2 separate regions of the Xenopus laevis genome follow, and region 1 is linked to region 2. The links are chromatin contacts, called in public Hi-C maps. All regions are on one chromosome and are shown on one strand. The core of a region is the stretch at or near the end of the contact, and the rest is flanking DNA. Distances in the headings are between cores, read along the strand shown. Region 1 holds the start of scg3.L (secretogranin III L homeolog). Region 2 has its middle 7.5 kb from the start of lysmd2.L.

The links. Hi-C and Micro-C count contacts between places; a contact is called where the count stands out from the background.
Region 1: a Hi-C map of animal cap shows a contact between it and region 2, with 4 times the contacts expected there. A contact is called at or near these places in 2 of 4 Hi-C or Micro-C datasets (the XTC cell line and animal cap).

The regions. Positions count from the first base shown.
Region 1 is chr3L:107,823,693-107,831,145 of Xenopus_laevis_v10.1, reverse strand. It overlaps scg3.L (secretogranin III L homeolog), which reads left to right and starts at 2,681. Exons shown (of 12, transcript NM_001085577.1): 1 at 2,681-2,795; 2 at 4,289-4,341; 3 at 5,598-5,637; 4 at 5,721-5,936. The coding sequence starts at 2,711.
Region 2 is chr3L:107,772,958-107,779,790 of Xenopus_laevis_v10.1, reverse strand. No RefSeq gene overlaps it. Among protein-coding and RNA genes, the nearest start is that of lysmd2.L, 7.5 kb to the left of the region's middle.

The DNA.
Region 1 (7,453 bases), core at 1,432-3,931, 50 kb before region 2:
GAAGAAATATTTATTGGTGTTTACTTCTTATAATACATATTATTATTGTTTATGGATAATATAATTGTTTTGTTAAGTGATTCCTTTATGGAATTCATTGTTGTGCAAACCCCATCTGAAATAAATACCCTGTACTAGTGGAACTCAGCTCAGCCTTGTGCCAAAAAGGTATACAGGTGTTTAGGGGAGGCCGTGACACGGTGGTTATATTTAATTTTTTTAAATAATTAATTTTATTCAGTTTTTTCAATAAACTTTTTCTGTCCATGTTTAGAGGCACTCTAACCCTGTACTTCTATTTTCATGGCATAATAACCAGTACCCATAAAACTGTATCTTGGAAAAAATAAAGTAATTGAACATGTTATAGATTTTTGTTTACAAAAATTGAAGCTCACTCAAATAACTGATTCCAGTACAAAAAACATAACAAACAAAATAACTGCCTTTTGCACAAATTCTGCCCGTAGAGAGACAAAATTTCTGGTGATTTTAATAGAGGGAGCTCTAATACATCTTCTATGCAAAAGGAGCCCCCTTATAAGATATATTGGATCATTCACCTGACACCCAACTCCTGAATGAAGGCAGACTGAAGAGGAACAGATGCTGAGAGAGGGATAGTGAAGATAAACTTGATTTTTTCAGAAATGGTACAGAATTTTTAATTGATTACATTTAGAAAGTTTCTTATTTCAGTATGCTGAAGCTTATATTCAATTTTCATTTTCACGAGAGTTCCCCTTTAAGGTAGTGGGAATTAATTTAAATGCAAACCATGCATTGAAACTAAGTGTGATATTGCCTCACTTTATTTGAATATCTGTATGAACAGCATAATCATCAGTCTGACAGCTGTGCTGCCTCATATATTGCTAGGCATCTAGCTAGGCATTTTCACTTAATTTGCCTGTATCTACTATTCCAGTATGTTAGCTCTGTTGTTTACATTACTGAATGATTTATTGGACTTCAGAGCTGTGGAGACAACAGAATTCTGTAATCTGATCCACAGCAGGTGCCACTGTAGCTCTGTTTAAAAAAGTCCTGTCAGCTGCAATATGACTAAATTGCCCACTATCAATGTAAAAAAAAATAGATCAAATGAGAGTTATTTCAAATGTTCTTTTCAGTTAAAATGAAGTTTCTCAGATGCTGAAGTGCTGCAAAGCAAGGAGTATATTCCCTATCACAAGACCAGTTTGTATATGGGTGGCGCTTGACAGTCACCCCTTACAGTGCAGCTACATATGTGCATCTTTAAAGGGAGACTGTCATGGGAAACCATGTTTTCACAAAATGCATCAGTTTTTTAAAAATTCAAACTGATTTTTTTATATTTATGTTATGGAGTCCCAAACCCAGAACTGGCACCAAGGTCCTGGTTGCGGCTCACTATTCCGCTTATATCAACCACCTTTCGCTTCGGGAGGAGACCTCTGCTACACGGGTGCCGCCAGGTCTTAACATGAGAGGACCAATGAGAGAAGGAATCGGCCGAATCTGAATCCTGAATCCTGCTGAAAAGGTCGAATCCTGGCCGAATCCCGATTCCCTAGTAAAAATCCATGTCCCACTGTGACTCCTTCAGTTACATTGAATAGAAACAATTGCCTGTCAGAAAGCTGTTCCAAACTGCAGCGTTGGACTGGCCCACCTGGATACCAGAAAAACTCAGGTGTCAGTGGGCCCTCTTGCTTATTTTATGATCATTCCCTGTTTCTTCATGGGAAAAAATGTTTAATAAAGGAAGAATATAGTAAATATATATATATATATATATATATATATATATATATATAGACAAATATATGAGTCCTCTGCACTCAACTCATTATCAATATATTTAAGACAGACAGATTTTGTGCATACTGCTACTGAAAAATGCCTTACCCTTTAAACAAAACAGGGATTGTTTATCCATATAGTGCAATATATTTAAGCTGGCCAACTACGTCAAAGTCATCCCATATCTGGCCAGTCCTATGCTCAATTTTATCTATATATATACTTGTTGGTTCAGGAATTAAATTTTACATGGTACAATTAATTGTTTGCAGTGTCAACAGTGTAAAACTACACCATAAAAATCATGATCGAATCCCTTTAAATTCTAACCTGTCAGTCATTTTCCCCAAACTTTTGCTTAATATATCTGCAGCATGGGAAGAAAAAAAAGACTTTGAACGTCTCAAATCCAGAACACAAAGGGACTGATCATCGTCCAATCGCAGCTCAGGCAGGTTCCAATCAGAAGGGGTTTTACAGATCCTGTTTGGGAAGCGTAAAAGTGGGGATGTCACGTAAAGCAGCATTGGTGGTGGCGGGTGGCTCTGTGCAGGGAACTGACGAGCTGGGAAGGGAATAGGGAAGCCAGGTGACGCAGACTGGATCATTGATTTTTGATTTCCGAGCGATTTTTCTCCAGCTGTCAGCAAGAAAAGGCACTGGAGTATGTACAGTTAGATGTTATCTAGCGATGAACAATAGAGGCTGCTGCAATTAGCGGCTATATCTCCAGGCACCAGTGCGCTCCCTACAGCAGCATCAGCTTCAGCACCACAAGCTCTGGACAGCTCCTCTCTCACCTCCAGTGAAACGCGTCTCTCCATAGCGGGAAGCTCTGTCCTTCTATTTGCAACTCCCAGCAGTCCCAAGGGGAGTTTCTACTGAGTCCGGCTGAGCACCAGGGAAGGTACTTCCATAACAGATGGGTCCAAAATATGTTTTTATTACTGCCATCATCGGGGTTTTCGTCCACGTCCAGGGTTTCCCCAACCCCAGCATTAAGCAAGGTAAGTGAATGATTTGTCTTCAAAAAGGGAAAACTGTCTATGGCAGAATGAATGGAAGTTCAGTTCTAAGCAACTGTCCCATTTATATGAATGACACATTTCCACTTGCATTATTTGTAGATGTAACTGCTACTGAAAGCAATATCTGCATGTGTATATTCTCTGCACTGCACCCTTTCATTTCTGAGCCATGTAGCAGAGGCCAGCTGATTAAACAGACCTCTGTTATTTTGTTTCAAGAGTCAGACCCAATTGGGTAAACCAGTAGTTGCCATTGCATTTATAAACAGCCTTAAACCATTGGACGTTTTTAATGGCTCTATATGATAAAGTCGCTCAGAACGTGAATTTTCTTTTATAAAGAAAAACAAATCAGTTTTGAGTGCTGTTCCCCTTTAATATTGTTAATGTTTAATACAAAAAGCAAATGTAACACAAAAATACAAAAGCGAAACGATGGCACCGATAAAGCTTGGCTGAAATGCATGATACAATGAGCTTGTGGCTTTGTACGAAAATGGGATATTTATTTGTAGAAACCTGCCTGACCGACGGACTCCAAGAGTTTTAATGGAGCGGATGCAGACGGTGGCTGGGAGACTGTGGAAAATGCAATGTTCTTTTTAATCTTCTTATTAAACTAATCTGATTATGGTGGATATAACTGTCTAGTAAACATTCCATATATCAGTTTTAGGCACAATTTCAATATTTTATACATTTGGAAGATATGAATAACATGGAGAAGCAGCAATGGGACCTACACCAAATTTTCTTAGCACTTTAAACTGTACATGGCGTAAATGTTGGTTAACTTACATTTGCTTCATATCTGTATTATTGTTTTTTTCTGCAATCATATTTGTCATAGCTTTATATTTTCCTAAGCTGTGCCAAAAACGAGCTTAAACATATTGTATTTTTTCTTACATACATAAGAATTTGTTCCCACAAGGAAAAATAGAGTTTGTACAAATGACACATAAGGTATATTCCCTGTATAATTGTAATACCATTCCCACTATGAAACACAAATTACAAAACCCTAACATTCTGTGTTTAAAGCTATACTGACATATTTTGAACACAAGCGCATAGTGAATTCACTGGACTAAGATATTCCTCATACAAGTAGACAAATGTAGGTAATTAGTTGACACTGTATTTTAATACTTCTGAACTACAATACCCTATTGAAAGCTGTTGTGACATGTTGAAGAGTGTAGTTCCGAGCAAGTCCTGAGATCCGATTATATTATTACAAGTCGCTGACTGACCAGTTGGCACCACCTCAGTCCATAACTATAGCCTCTATAAAAAAGTTATTGGACTGACAAATAGCATATTAGGTGTCTTATTCCTTGGAAACGTGAGACATTATATCATTTTATTTCACCCATGATGCCTCATGTTCCAGTGTCCAAAGAAACAGGCTTAGGAAATAATTATGTAATTATGAGATAATTTAGGACCTCGTCTCTTGTCTCTGTTAGATAAAGATGTACACAACAGGGAGTTAAGTGAAGAGAGACCTCTGGAAGAACAGGTAAGGGAAATTTCCATTTTAATGTCCAGTTATTTACAGCAGAAATAAAAAAACAATTCTGTGGATTGAAAATGTTCCATTCATTTACATTCTGAATGATTTGTGCTGAAATGTGTTCTTGGTGACAGGCTCTACCTGACAAAACTGAGAGCGCTGTTGTCTATCAACCTCTATAATAGTGCAATAGTCTCATAAGACGTATGGCAAGATCACACACAGACATTGCAGCATATAAATGTAACTGGCTAAAACAGGAATCATTGTTTCTTATAGCAATAAAGATCACAAGACTTTGCACAGTAGAAACAATTAAACATTTTTATAGCAAAATACGAGAAACATCTGTAATTTCCCACAAGGGACAATGATCTAAAGTTTAGTTTTGCATGATTGCAGCACTATGTGTCCATAGCTGAATTAAATAAAAGGTTAGGAGAGAAGGGAAAAAAGACTGGGGTTACTTGGGATGAACATAAGTTGTTTCAGCATAGTACTTTGTATGTAGCTCTGGTTAGGGCAGGGGAGATGAGCCCACATGATATGGAGTGAAAGCTCACGGCTGTTGGCTGCAGTTAACACTGACATATTCCCATGTGATTGCTGTAGAGGATTGACCACAGGCCACAACATCATGTCATAGGAAAAAGTCACTCAAATGGCTGCAACCTAACTACAGCATTTGGGGAGTACTGTATGCCACTCCAATCAGCAGGTTCCATTTACAGGTAAAAACAAACATTATATTGGTTGCTATGGGTTACTGTTTGAATAAAGTTTGAATCTTTTCATTAAATTTCCCCTACGAGATCTGAGCATCAGTCTCATCTTTCACCAGCGAAAATGGGGAAAAAGCACAAATACATCAGCCTTTATAGATTACATTTTTGGCTAACTTAATTTAATAGAAAAAAAATGATTTTACCCAGTTTTTCTTTTTAACTGAATCGTTCCTTTAAGCTGTCCAGAATCTAAATATAAAATCAAGAAGATTTACGAGCCGTTACTTAGAAATGAATGACCTAGGCACATTTCCTATCAATAATGACATTGCATACTTATCACATTCCAGAAAGGCAGCGGAAATGTATTTTAACCTCTAACAGCCTGACAGCACTACATTTTTTTTCCCACACAATATCTGTACAATTATTTTTGTAACACTTAGTGCAGAGGTATAGTATTCAGTATGAGACAACTGTACAGATAAGACTATATAGATCCTTAAAATAAACCTTTTCTCCTTTTCTCTCTCAAAGATTGCAGAGGCAGACACTGTGAGCAGAGGCACAAGCACAGGTAAGTGAAGAGTGAACAATTTAAAGGACAAGTAATAAATCAGTAAGAAAAATCCAATGCCATATTGTGTTGCCATTTTGCAGAAAACCAAGAGATGCTAAAAAATGATTCTTTTGCTGATGATCTTGGGTTTTTGATGTCAATGGGAGAAAAAGATGGTGATGTGAAGAGAAGTGGAAGCACAAGAGGCTCTTTCGGTAGTAACAGAGGTACCCTGGATGATGCTGATTCAACCAAGAACCTAAAGCTTGCTGAGTATTTTGATACCACTAAAAGCATGCCGGATTATAAATATGAAGGTATTTGTAACACTCTATAGCCTTCCCACATGCATTATTAATGTCATATTTGTTATTTTATGCATATGCAGCTAGATTAACTTGTTCTTAGCAATATCTATTGCTGTGTTTGATTCTAGCCTTGTTTCTTAGTAATGTCACCCAAGAATGCCTAACCAATACCTATGTCCATTGTCAGGATCCAACCTGATGAAGATCAAACAAGGATCAAAACTCATAGATATGTTGCACAATGTGAATAAAAAGTGTGGATCTTTTTGGATTTAACCATGAGTGCTTTCATCTCTTGTATGTATATATATATATATATATATATATATATATATATATATATATATATATAACAAATACTCATTAATTATGTTATCATACATGCACCACATTTTAAGGATGTATTCTTAGTGATGCAGTGAAGAATGTGTGCTACTCAATAGTAAGTTCATAAATAGGGGTCATTTACTGACATAAGTGAACGAGTACCAAGGGATGCAAGATCACACAACTTAGTGCTCATGCAGAAAGCACATTTGCCCAGGCTGCACTTTGCAACTCTCCTCAGTTAAAAAAAATATAATACAAGGTGCAGAGCGCAGTATTGGCCAGTGCAGGTCAGTCCTGTACTTACTACCTGCCCTATGTCCCCCATTGTGACATCAGACGCTGTCAATAACTTCTGAATCAGACACAAGGTAGGGGATAGGTTGGGAACAGATGGAGATATGCCTATGTGTGTTTTCCCTCCCGCCCCTCATAAATACAGCTCTGCCAAAATTAGGCAGCAATTTATTTAGGAGACTGGCTGCAGGTCTGTGTTCTATTCTGTTCTACAAAACATTGCGCAGAGACGTGCAGTTCATTTAGACAGGAAAGCAGGATGCAAAGCCTGCCACCGTGCTCATAAATGAGTCCTACTTAGTGATGGGCAAATCTGACCAGTTTTGCTTTGTTGAAAATTCGCAAAATGGCGAAAATTCTTCAAAATGCATTAAAGTCTATGGGCGTCAACTTTTTTTGACGTGCAACATTTTTTTCTCCCATTGGAGTCTAGGGCCGTAATTTTTGCGGTTAAACTTGACGAAAAATTTCGCTCATCACTAGTCCTAATGTCTTGTTAAATAGATAGCTCTGCATTTTCCACTTTGTGCATTTGCTGTGCTGTAGCATTTAGTACGAAAGTTATATTGTTATAACATTAAAGCCTTAAAGGTTGTATAATCAGGATAAATTCTGTACTTTCCTACCAAAGTAAATGTGGGTTAGACTAATGAGTAATCACAAGTGATAATGATGAGCATGAAAGTGGATGCAGAGCAATGTGCTGTTTTAGCAACAAATAAGAGTCTGAGGAAGAAAAAGAGTCAAACTGAAAGGCTTGGGTTGTGTAATGTTATTTATCCTTCTAGCATCTGTTCAATCTGGAGAGTTTCCAGTCTTTTCAGCCAACAGATCTGCTGCTTATCAGAGATTTTCAGCTTTTCTGAAGATCCAACAAGGCAAACAGCTGAGGATTTTATTAT
Region 2 (6,833 bases), core at 376-2,875:
CATTCTTTACCCCTCATATATAGTTGTGTTAGTTATCTACAGTTACAGGTATGTGTAGGCAGGTGAAAAATGGATATCCCTGTTTCCTGGGTTAATAAGAACTCATTTTTTCTAGGAGTTATAGGCTGAGGTCTGACAATTGTCAGAAAAATATAACCATAAAAATATTATAGAGAAAAAGAACCCCGCCTGTGACTCATAAATAAAATATCAAGTATTAATCAACTGGTGCCCTGCAAAATTCAACAACCTTTGAATAGGACATTTTTTATACGGTTAAAGATCAAAATCTGTTCGTTAGAAAACTACTTCTGAAAAAGTATTTTGATAAGGATGTTGGAGAAGGGACTCACAGAAATGGAAATAAGGGCACTACAGGATTTAGAAGAATTACTATTGGAGAATTCAGATGAGGCACCAGATAACATTATTTCGATCCCCTCAGCAGAGGACTGGATTAAGAAACTTAGCAGCAAACATTTGTCCCAATGTAGCTATTTTTCTGAATTTAGTAACCAAAGATATCATATCACTCCAATCACATATATATGACAAAAATACATCCAGAGAGGAGTGGAGGGCCATTAGGGACATGCAGCAATGGAAAGATGTTCAAATTAAACCATCAGATAAAGGGGGAAATATTGTGATTTTGCCAAATAACATTTATCTAGATGAAGCTAATAAACAACTGGCTCCGATCAGTTATAAAGAAATTCTGGGGGATCCCACAGAAAACTTTTAAGAAATATATAACATCATATTAAAGGATGCCTTTAAAGGGATCCTGTCATCAGAAAACATGTTTTTTTTCCAAAACGCATCAGTTAATAGTGCTACTCCAGCAGAATTCTGCACTGAAATCCATTTCTCAAAAGAGCAAACAGATTTTTTTATAGTCACATGACTTGGGGCAGCTGGGAAATTGACAATATGTCTAGCCCCATGTCAGATTTCAAAATTGAATATAAAAAAATCTGTTTGCTCTTTTTAGTGCAGAATTCTGCTGGAGCAGCACTATTAACTGATTCATTTTGAAAACATTTTTCTTTCCCATGACAGTATCCCTTTAATGATAACTAAATCTCTAAAAAAGAGAAATTATTTCTAACAGTTAATAATTCAAGAACGGCAACATTTTATTTATTTCCCAAAGTTCATAAGAACATAGAAAAAACCCCAGGGAGACCCATAGTTTACGGGACAGCTCCACCCTCTATTGTTTCTATCAACTTTTTAATGGATTTTCAGCAAGTGGTTTTCAACCACTAATATTTATGGTCATAATAATGTTATACTATTTCCCTTTTTTAATTAGATGCTTATAGAATTTTTATGAGTTTGTTATATGAAATTGAAATTCATGTATATTGTACCCTCATGAATTAAGTACCCTTTTTTAATGATAGAATTCTAATTAATTCACATATGCACTGATCAGCACTTTATTTAATTAACTGAACTAGGTATCAAATTGAATTTGAATTTGGTTTTGCATAACACAAGAGATGCTAAATGTTGTACTGGGCCCCAGAGGAAAGGGAGGGTTTCTGAAGGTGGCCCCTGCAGTGGTCAAGATTCCTCTATGTCACTTTTGATATGCAATTAGGCTGAATGCAGTAGGCTGCTAATGGTTTTCTACCTCTCACTTGTGTCTTTAGCACTGGCAAATGGCCAACAATGCAGATGGGACAGATATTCCCCACTGACATAGCATTTTGCTGAGTCAATGCTGCCTACAGAATGCATAGAAATACATCCATCACATACTTATGGACTGCATAGATTGCAACCAACTCAGCATACCTCGTGTTTCATTGCAGTTTACAAGCTGACTGCAGCATTCCAACTGCAATGTGAACAAGGCACCATCATGGGCTCACACAAGCCTTTAATTTAGTCTCTCTCTCTCTCATTTAGGTAAAAGGAAATTATTAATAAGCAATATGAATCTTACAGCACAATGCTAGCAAAAATACATGTAAAAAATGTACGTAAATGTAGTAAGCGATCATTTAGGACTGCAAGTGCAGTGTGCAAACTGCAGTTTGGGACTAATCTGCCTATTATTTCAGTATCATTGCAGCCCTGAGGGGACGTTGTGCTTGGTACAATTGCATTGGATTAAATGTTTTAAAGGTAAGATGGGTGCATCTGGTGGCATATATCACATCAAGGAATCACCTGAGAAAGTCATGATGTGGGCAGATGCAGAGCGCTCCAGAATCCTAGCCAGGGTGTATTTAGAAATAATTCACGAGTTGCTCTCTAATTGAAATGTGACCATGCTGCCTTTATTGTGCTTACAGGGAAACATCTTGGGCTTACAAGAGGTGAGAAGAGTCTGGGGTTGCCAACGAGAAGGCAGTGGGACACATCTAGCTTAAAAGAATTCACATAGAAAAAAACACCAATGACCACTGTCAATTATACAGCAGATTACACCAGTTTTTAGCACTTGTTCTGGCCTGAATTTGGCCAAGTTAGGTGATGCCAAGTTGCAGGTGGTAATATATTGCTGTAATTTTTGTTAGTCTGCCATGTAAAGCAAACATCTTTATAAGAAAGCCAATTATCCGTTTGTTCTGATTGAGCTCTGCCATTGCTATTCATACCTTTAAGTTAACTCATTCATAAGTACAACCACTGAACTTTATACATTTAGCATGTACTTTGTAACATTTTTTAACCAGTATGGTGAATTATATGAACACACATGGGTATTTCTAAGAACCTAAGTGCCACCACCACATATTAATTCATTTTAAAAGATTTGTGAGCTCTCTCAATTTACTGGTGTGACAAGTCATACAGTTTTATAAAGCTGTTTAAGCAGAAACTGAAGTTTATTTATATGCAGGTGTTGAAATATTTTCCATCCCGCAGCTAACTAGTGCAATAGTTGTAGCTTCACAATGAGCTATATTTTCCAGTTTGCTCCTGAGTACACATTAACCAGGATGTTATGCAGCTGTCCAACATTGTGTGTTTGAAGTGCAACAAAGCAGAATATTTAAATTTGAGAACCAGTTTCCCCATAATGGGTGTAAAGGATATGTGTACAGGAAAATAGAATGGCAAATGCCTTGTCTTGCCTCCTGTTTAAATCAGGAACAAATGCTCACTATTTTTTTTGTTGTTTGTATTACTACAGTATTTTATTGAAGGTTCAAAAGTCACTGAAATTGCAGATATTTCGCTATTAATACTGGTGAATGTTTAAGAAAACATTTTTGCAACATAATTTAGTGCAATTAACTATTTTATTTTTGCTCATCTATATTGTGTGTATGGCTATTACATACCATCCATAGACTCCTTTGTTTATTTGAAATCCCAAAATATTTGGAATATTTTTTATTTCCCAAACCGTAATTTCATGAGGAATAGGGAAATATAGACCCTTAGATGAATCCATGTTTGTGGTGTTTAAACGAATGGCCTGTAGAGGTCACTGTGCTCATACTTATACTGTGCATACTTCCTCGTAGCTTAAAAGTGAAAGCTTACTGTTGTGTAATGCCTGCATGAGTCTCTGCTAATAAAGCACTGTTATACTCTACTGATCCTCGGCTACCCAAAACATAACAATGTTCTCTCATATTCTGTCTCAGGGGACTGCCTAATTCCGTAGGCTCTATGACCAAAATTCACTAAAGGACGAAACGCCTAACGCTAGCGTGAATTCGCCAGCGTATCGCAATTTCGTTAATTCGCCGATTCACTAACGGACGCTGAATTTGCGCAGGATAGTGAATTCGGGCCTATATGACTTTCTGTGGTTTCTTATGATAATTCTTAGAAAAGAGAAAGATATTCTGGTAGTACAGTAACAGCTCCATTGCTCTTACAAGCAAGGGGAAATTGTATACCCATCTCAGTCTCTACTAAAATATTTACTTGTCTCGTATTTATCTGATTTGGCATTGGGCATCCCATCCAACACATTTTATATGTACTTCAATAATACTTTCTGTAATGTGAGCAAAGAACTGCACCAGGGATTTTATGTTAAAGGAACATACTGGCAGATAGTAAAGGTGCCGGGAAGTGCAGTTTACTGGATGTCAGAGGTTCCATTTCATATTCTGCTGTTCCTCCATTACCAGAGAAATTACGCTACAGTGCATTTATAAGGGTCCTTACACATGGGTGTTTGTACCTGTGTCCTCCATGGTTAATCCTTCATCAAATTGTGTTCCACCTGTGTTTGGCGCTTACATGCACCTCCTGTTGTTTCTGAGGTTCCCAGCAGTAGAATGCATGATGGATTAACCACCTATGTGTAAGAGACCTAATACAGACAAATTATAGGTATGGCATGTACTATCTGGAGTACTTGGGACTAGGGTTGCCACCTTTTCTGGAAAAAATATCGGCCTTCCTATATATTTATCTTTTTTCCCTATTAATAACATTGGGATCAACCATCATTTTTACTGGCCAGGCCGGTAAAATACCGGCCAGTTGGCAACCCTACTTGGGACCGGGGATTTCTGGATAAAGGATATTTCTGTGGAGCAGCAAACCTTTAGTAAATTGTGAGTTGTTGTAAACACTCGGCTATTCGTTTGATGTTTGATTTTGCAGCTTTGTGCAGGAGAAAATAGGAAAAGTTTTTGTGCCCTCATGTGGTAATTTGTGATCATTGCATTAGAAGACACACTGTAGCAGTGCTGCATATACCAGCTAGTAATAACACATCAGCGCTAAAAAGTAAGATGGTTTATAATTCGTACAAGTGTTATAACTAGAATTAATACTCTACTGTATATTTCCTTTTTGGAAAAAGACTCAAGCTAGTGCCATGCATTTGCATATAATATAAAGAATATTGTCACACGCTGCTGTACAACTGATGCATTACATTGAACTGATATATCATTTGGAAAGTTAATGGTGAATAACATAATGTATGCTTGAAGAATTATATAAACCTAATTTCCTTCACGTTATAACATTAAGTTGGCCAAGTGTTCATTAAGGTTTAACCCCTATACAAATATGCTTCAGCGTAGCCATTATGCAGAAATGACCGGCCCTCTGCATGCTTGCACTGACTTATTCAGCATTCTTTTGCTACATCATAACATTAATGGAACACACAATAATTTTCATGGTTTCATAGTAAGACAACAGCTTTTCACAAGAACTATACTGTATATAGAGGGCATAGCGTTCTTATGATTGATCAGAGGCAAACAAACCTAACATCACCATATGTAATGCCAAGCATTGACTGGAGTTGGGTCACTGCTGTTGCACTCTGGAGTCATGGAAACACAACTTCTAGAGTAATAAAACCCTAACCCTATAGCATACAATGGCATTCTTGACAGTTCCTCTCTTCCTACTTTATGACAACTATAATAGATAATAGATCTTTGCTTTTTTTTTTATATAGCTGGCTGACTACTTGGTCCCTCCAGACTGAGATGGCATCTTATAAACCCCTGTATGCGGCTTAAAGACTGGTCTGACCAACCAATATATCTGTCTGGTCAGTCCTTGTCTGGGCCCTGCTGTATGATTGTAAGCATACCTGGTGGCCGCATAGTGGGGCGGCGGGGATGCCTGTCTTTCTCCATGTGGGGATGCCCGCATCTTCAGTTATTGGCACAATCTCTCTCTCTCCTGCGCATGGCTCTTCTGAGTTTTGGCACGCACATCCATTCGCCTGTGCGAATCGGCAAAGTAGGTTTTTCTATGTTTATAGTTTTACAGAAACAATACAAGATACATTGTTTCATGGATAGATTTAGCTACCTGCTGCTGCAGTTTAAATATTATCTATTGGAACTGGGTTGTCTCCGCTTATAATCATTTTGCATGTTTTAAAAAGAGTTTTCTGTTACAACATTAATAATGTTTTTCTTTAAAAAGCAACTTACCTGCAAGTATTATTTATTTAGCCATAAAGGCATTTAATTCTATTAATATGTACAATATAAAGCTATATTTTAATGTGTGAGAAAATTATTTAATATATAAATTTAAAATATCCCCCTATGTATCTGAGTCTGTACCCACCAGTACTGTCTGTATGTAGTGCTGTTTACACAGGCTACATTTCCTACATTCTATCAGCCCTATACTAATGGAGAGAGGGGGGTTTCACAGTTTAGTTTTCACTTACCTGAGAAGATTGGTGCAAATATACAAATGTGCATTTTATATCTGCAATTGCTGATATGCAAGTCTTTTTACATATTCAAACATGAAGCCCTGCTTCTTCTTTAATAGCCTACATTGGAATACTTTATTGAGAGACGTGCATTGTACACTAGGCGGGGGCAGATTTATCAAGGGTCGAATTTCGAAGTGTAAAAAACTTCGAAATTTGACCATCGAATGGCATTAATTCGATATTCGAAATTGAAGTTTTTTTATCGAATTTGGCCATATTCGGTCGTAGTAAAATCGTTCGATCGTACGATGAAATCCTTCGAATTGAACGATTTAATTGATCGATTGAACGATTTTACTTCGACTTCTAAAAACTTAGCCAAATGTTGACTATAGGTTCTAGGAGGTCCCCATAGGCTAACATAGCAATTCTGCAGGTTTAAGGTGGCTAATTGTTGAAGTCGAACTTTTTTAAAGAGACAGTACTTTGATTTTCAAAGTCGAACTTTTTTTACTTCGAATTGAAGTCAAATTTAGGCCTATTCGATGGTTGAAGTACCCAAAAATTTGTTTGAAATTCAAAGTTTCGACCCTTAGTAAATGTGCCCCTTGATATTTGTTCATTATGTGAATTCTCATATATATATATGACTTGACCCGTGTGCTAATTGTGCCAAGCAATGGAGTGTGCTGTAAGCCCCTCTAGG